Linked DNA regions of Mus musculus: region 2 is linked to region 1. A link is a contact called in public Hi-C data. All regions are on one chromosome and are shown on one strand. Each heading gives the region's core, a stretch centred on a gene start, on an enhancer-like site or on the middle of the called end of the contact. The rest is flanking DNA. Distances are from core to core; before and after follow the strand shown. Region 1 overlaps Dock4 (dedicator of cytokinesis 4). Region 2 has its middle 33 kb from the start of Dnajb9.

What was found. Hi-C and Micro-C count contacts between places; a contact is called where the count stands out from the background.
Region 2: a contact with region 1 is called in a Hi-C map of cortical neurons, with 7 times the contacts expected there. The contact joins two enhancer-like sites. A contact is called at or near these places in 1 of 39 promoter capture datasets (hippocampal neurons), 1 of 15 datasets of contacts at CTCF or cohesin (pro-B cells), 114 of 484 Hi-C or Micro-C datasets (the 63-12 cell line, the AtT-20 cell line, B cells and 75 more) and 5 of 115 datasets of contacts at active chromatin or transcription factors (PVALB interneurons, astrocytes, bone marrow-derived dendritic cells and 2 more).

Annotation. Positions count from the first base shown.
Region 1 is chr12:40,835,614-40,838,453 of GRCm38.p6, reverse strand. It overlaps Dock4 (dedicator of cytokinesis 4), which reads right to left. Exons shown (of 53, transcript NM_172803.2): 50 at 1,752-1,824; 51 at 1-13. Among named protein-coding and RNA genes, the nearest start is that of Immp2l, 190 kb to the left of the region's middle. Within about 2 kb of position 1,388, at least 38 of the 459 cell types and tissues checked have an H3K27ac peak or open chromatin away from gene starts, as enhancers often do. A contact at or near this core is called in brain, cortical neurons, forebrain and 2 more, where this site is marked.
Region 2 is chr12:44,175,839-44,178,939 of GRCm38.p6, reverse strand. No RefSeq gene overlaps it. Among named protein-coding and RNA genes, the nearest start is that of Dnajb9, 33 kb to the left of the region's middle. Within about 2 kb of position 1,754, at least 22 of the 459 cell types and tissues checked have an H3K27ac peak or open chromatin away from gene starts, as enhancers often do. A contact at or near this core is called in brain, cortical neurons, forebrain and 2 more, where this site is marked.

The DNA.
Region 1 (2,840 bases), core at 139-2,638:
GTGGGATTCACAGCTGGAAGGGAATAACACAGCTAAACACACAAGAGCCAGCTTTGCCTTTCAAATGCTTGAGATCTTAGGAGTCTGGCAGAATTATCCAGAACGTAGTCAAAAAGACCACAAAACCTTAAGCAGTAACCAAGCAGGACACTTCCCCAATATTAAACCTCTCTCTAATTGGTTACCTAACAGAGCTGACATTTAATTGAGTAACAGCAGGTCTCTTTATTTCCCTCAAGCTGTCAAACAGAACTGCAAATCTCTATGCCAGGGAGTAGCAACCTGCTGAGAATTCCAAATGTGTTTAGATGCTGAGAAATAGATGGAAAATATAGTCATCAGCCTATTTGTAGAAATGTCTGAACAAATGGCCATCTAAAGGAGGTGATGAGGCAAAGGGCACTCTCTTATTTCAACTGTGTGGCAGAAGTACCAAGGACAGGGTTGAGGGTGCCACACTGACCAGTCCTGTCAGGAAAGGATGAGTTCCAAATGGACAGATTACACTAAGTAAGTCCTGAGAAAACCACTTGGACTGCTGATAACGTCATTGTTACTTTGCAATCCATCTGCTCCAGGCATCACGGTGTAGGAATATAGACAGCTCTGCTAGGAAGCAGGGCAGGACACACAAGGTTATGAAACACTCCACAATGAAGTTTCTAATAGTAAAACCAGCGTTCCCGCTTGCTTCCCGTGCAGATACTGCCATCTGACGGACGCAGTGAGAATTGCCACGTTTTATTCCTCCAAGTTACTGCTTTGATTTAATGGGGTGGAAATATTTTAAACATTATTTTTTTTTCTCTATTTCTTTTATATTTGCTGGGTAGTTTTCTTTAGTAAAGTTGGTAAAAATAACAGCACATCCCTAGTTTCTCCTGGTGAAGATCAATGCTTGACTTACAACATTAAAGCTAATTCCATGCTTTAAAATAATTTTGGCTAGGCCCTCACTAATTTTCATCTCCCTTTGGGAAGTTTTAATGTTAATCTATCAGTGTACCAAAATGGTAATACAGCCTAGTTCTTAATGGGGGCAATTAAAGTGCACTTTACTGGGACATTTCATTAGTGAGTCTTGATTCATTAGCCTGCGAGACTGCTATTTTTGAGGCCTGACCCTGAGAGGCAAACGGGTGACTTTGCAAGTCCCTGCACCCACAGTGGAGGAAGCGACATTTAATCTGCTCTTCCTGGTCTGTGTGTTGCTAATTGGCTTCTTAGCTCTATGCATGCATTTGGTGTGTGCATCTTATTTGTGTGTGCTTGACCTTGAGGCGGGCCCCACTCCATTATGCGTCTGATCGCAATGCTTGCATGGCATTTAATGGTACAAGAGCCTGTGTGAGTGACCACCAACAACAGTTGAGCTGGCTGAATATGAGCTTTGTGAAGGAGACAATGGATGGGGTCTGTGGAATCAATCTGAGGAGTAGCTACTTTCATTGTGTGAACTAGTGGCTTAATTGGCAACTTTGCTTCAGGGAGAGCAGGCTTGGCCTGGGCTCGCTGAACAACAGAAAGCCATTACACAAAGGAGCTTCTAATTTGCTCAGAGCTTAGGAGTTTATGGAGAATGGATCATGATAAACTGCCTTTCACTAATTGCCTAAAGATCACACTCACCCTGATCATTAACAGTCTAGAGCTCTACCTGCCACACGGCACACAGAAGACTGGGGGAAATGAGGACACAACAAACCCTGACACATTCTAGGACCTACAAGGGGTGGATGACTGGTACCCACCTTTCTCAGGTGCAGAAAGGTTGGGGTCACTTCGAGGCAAGGCCCCATCTCCAATATGATTAAACAGCATCCTCTGGAAAGGGAGAAGAGTCCATTTTTATGATATAATATGCTGAGGTAGGATGCCTTTTAGAAAATGAGATGGTTATCTCCTTATGAAACTCTTTGCTCAAAACATTTTCTATATGGTATAATGAGCCTAGGAACAAATAATTAAACTCTATTTAAGGAGAAAAGGGGAAACAGAGTCTTAGGTTTTCTGAAAGAAACATAATAAGAAATGGTGTTTTACATTAAATATAAATGGTAAATAATTACTCATAATAAACATAGGGAAAATTAATAGTAAGAATTCGCTAGGTATGATGTTCTTTACAAGTGTATACTGCTAGACTGGCAGTATGACATGAATAAGAATGAAAGGAGAAATATTAATTTAAAAACCTACTATATAGACAAACTTATAGTTCAAATACTATAATAGACAAAAATGAGCTAATGAATATTCTATAATTTTAACCTACAAAATTACCAATATTACATAGCTCTACCTAACTCATGAAAAGAAAAAGTGGAAACCTACAGCATTATACATTATTATAATTTTGGTAACATATATACTGATTCAAATTTTACCCAAGACAGATAACTCAGGACTAATCAAGGAAGCCTTTCAGAGTTTCCCATGCTGGCACATGATCTCTTAGAGCAGATGAAACAAACTGAAATCCCCTTGCAATGCCAGTGACAACGGGAAATAAAATTGGTTAGCTGGTTCAGGCAAACGCACTCAGAAATCATTTCTGCAAGACATCAGTGCTGCGCAGAGGAGGTATCCTGGGCCTTTCGGGAAGATCACACAATCAGCAAAGATAAACCAATCAAGCCAAATCCCACTCGCTCTCATCCAATTCCAGATGCAGCTACAGACTTCTGCCAGGATGGTGTAGAAAAACAGAGAAATTAGCTGGAGCAGAAACAAGGAGTTTTCTCTGCTCTTAAAATTAGTCCCAAATAAACTGTGAAAAAAACTCAGGGATACAACACGAATCTTCAACTTCGTACCCACCCTCCAATGCACATACGTTG
Region 2 (3,101 bases), core at 505-3,004, 3.3 Mb before region 1:
TCTCAATCTTCTCAGCCCAGTAGGAACTAAAGCAAAGTGCCCACTGTACTATCACCTCCTTCCCCTCTTACCTTGTTCTACCCTTGTCAGTCTGGGTGTCCTAGCAAGTAGAACAGAGAAAAGAAAGGGAAAAACTTTGCCTCATTTTTTTCTATTGAAGATTTCTGCCTGAAGGAGGCATCAGGGATAAAACTGGATGAAAACTGAAGCTTAGGGTTAAACATGGTCTGATACTTGATTTCCCACAACACTCAGAGAGATCTTTCTTCGATATGATATGATTGGTTTGAGAGTAGATAGGACCTGTCCATAATTTTTCTAAATGTCAGGGGTTAAGAGCAAACTATGAACTGATGAGCGGTGATGCTAGTTCCCTTGTGCTTCCACCCTTCACTCTCTGGGCTCTGGTTTGTCTATGAGAATGGTTCTACTAAGAAGACCTACTCAGGTGGCAGTGGTTGTTGGGAAACTTCTAAGGCTGGTCTAAGTCTCCAGTCAACAATGCCCTAGGAAATATTCCAGAAAGTAGTCGACAATTGCCATGACAATCACATGAGCTGGGATGTACACATCAGATTGGACACGTTGAGCAGTTCTTTGGGTATCAATGATACCTTAATAAAATGGGTTCAAAGAGCAAGCCGGGAAACAAAGCAGCCAATTCTGGAGACTGAATCTTTCTTCCTGAAAAGTAAGATCCAGAGAGTCTAGAGCTCTGTCATAGCCTGTGTTTATAATCCTTCTTACCTATAGGTTGCAAAGAGAATAAATTCAGAGCATGGAAGTGGGCTCCTAAATGTTGCATAGATTGCTTTCTCCATTTGTCTAAACAACAACAACAACAACAACAACAACAACAACAACAACCCAGGACTATAATAATAATTAGAAAGACAAAGATACTACCAGCTTATCAATTGCATCACAAGTGTGGTCTCTAACCGCTCTGTGTCATATGCCCAGTTTTTAGTCCAGTAAGAATGAAGGAAACTGTGGAATGGCTTAAGTAAAATGCCCTGAGTTCTTCTCTTGTTGCTGTTGCTTAATTTTATCTTCCTTGGAGTTTCCCTTCGGTACAGTGGCACATAGAAGCCATCTCCCATTTTGTGGCTTTCTCAGTGGTAGAAATTCGCGTAATTTTGTCATATTCATGAAATTATTCAGTTACTCATAAACTCTCCAGACACAGTCCACACTTAAGTAATGAAAGAGAGCCAAAAGGAATTCCTTTGCTGACTGATACTGACTGACTGAGGTAGCTTAGAGCCAAGTTGAAAGCCAAGTTCCCCTACCTCCCATTAATCATCAGTTCTAAGTGATCAGCTGTAATGCTGTCCTTACCACTTTGCAGACATTAGCCCTGACACTTCAGTGAGGTGCATATTGTCATCTCTGGTTTTACCAATTTTTAGAAATTAAAAAACAAAAAGCTAAAAGGTTATTTGCTTAAGACTTTTTCCTGTCCATGTCATATATAGAGGGGAACACGACTGCATTGCCTTTTTTTCTTTCTTTCTATCTAGTCTCCTTCCCCCAATTATGCAGAACTTAAATAACATTTTTGAAACAATATTAGTATCTCTCTTGCTCATGTTTTTGAAGAATTTAGAGATTAAAAAAAATCTAGCACTGTAATTAAAATGTGAAAGCAAAAGCTATTTGTAGCAGAAAAACATCCCATTAATGTGATTTCCTTGTGGCGGATTGACAAGTTCAAAGCAGCAATGCAGGTTGCCATGGGCACCAGATTCTATTTGCTCTGCTGGTTCATTTTACTTAGCTACTAAAGGAGGAGGGTAGCATCCAGCCAGGATGCGCAGAACATTGTTAGAATAGATTTGTAATTTCTGTGGAATACCTTCTCTTTATATATCTATCTAGATCATAGCTGCAAACAGTGTATATGGTTGTTTTAGGGGCAGAGGTTTTGGAATTTCTTAGAAATGTGGACGGCAGAGGGGTGCATGGTAGACTGGGTTTTCTCCCTTCTCAAATAGCTCATCCATCACAGGCTGTAAATGAATATTTGTTCAAAAGATAGTGGAATGGATGAATGGGTAACTCATTATAACGTGCCTGCTGCCTGCGTTAGATTCAAGTTTGTGAAGAGAGGCTCTAGGGTAGAAATTGCAACAAAGAAGTAGCAGGGAATGTCAGGAAGGAGAAGCAAACACACACACACACACACACACACACACACACACACACACACACACACACACACTGGATGCAATCTGTACTTTTGCAGAGCCTGAGATCAGGAGAGAAAGCAAGGGGAGAGCGTGAGGAGAATGATGCATTCCAGAGACCACCACAGACTACATAAGAAACAATCAAGTCACGAAACCTCCCTGACAGTGTCCTGCGCCCACCCTCATCTAACTCTGGCTCCTCATTAGCTGTCTCGTGCCTCAAGGAGGAAGCGCCTCAAGGAGGAAGCGAGACATGGTGGGGGCAACTTCCTGTCACTGGAGGGTCAGGAGTGCTTCCCTGGCCCTGAATCAAAGGCTGGAGTTTTGTTTCATTTGTTTTAAGTTCCCAGGCTGGGCAAGGCAACTTTCCCTTTGAATTATGCTCCTTTCTTCCCTGACAAATGACGCCTCCTGCCAATGCCTTCCCATCAGGAAAGGCTCCTGCTCCTTGGTGCACAACAACCGCAGTTCACAATTTAAAATGATGGTTCCAGGATTACAATAGAAATGGCAATGTTTCACACACTCACAACCCTGCCCACAATCCCTACTTTCAATTCTAAGCAAATTCTGGTAGTGTCTTTTGTATTTGCCCCGTGCTTAAGTAAGCAAAAAGGAAGGATATAGCAAATGTCTTCCAAATCTATGTTTATCATGAACACAAATTATAGCTTCAGTTGTTTTTTGTTATATGTAAATCAACTGACAGATGTATGTATTGGCAGCAAATCTTGTGAGGGACATGGCCCTGTCTGCTGCTAAATATACATCTCTAGCTCTCCTGGGAAGGAATATAATTATGAACTGTTATATAGAATATAATGAATTGCTGTTAATATTTCCTGACTTCTCATTCTGTGCCCCCTAGTAGTTGCCTACCGCAGTCTTTATCAGAGTTCCTGGAGGACT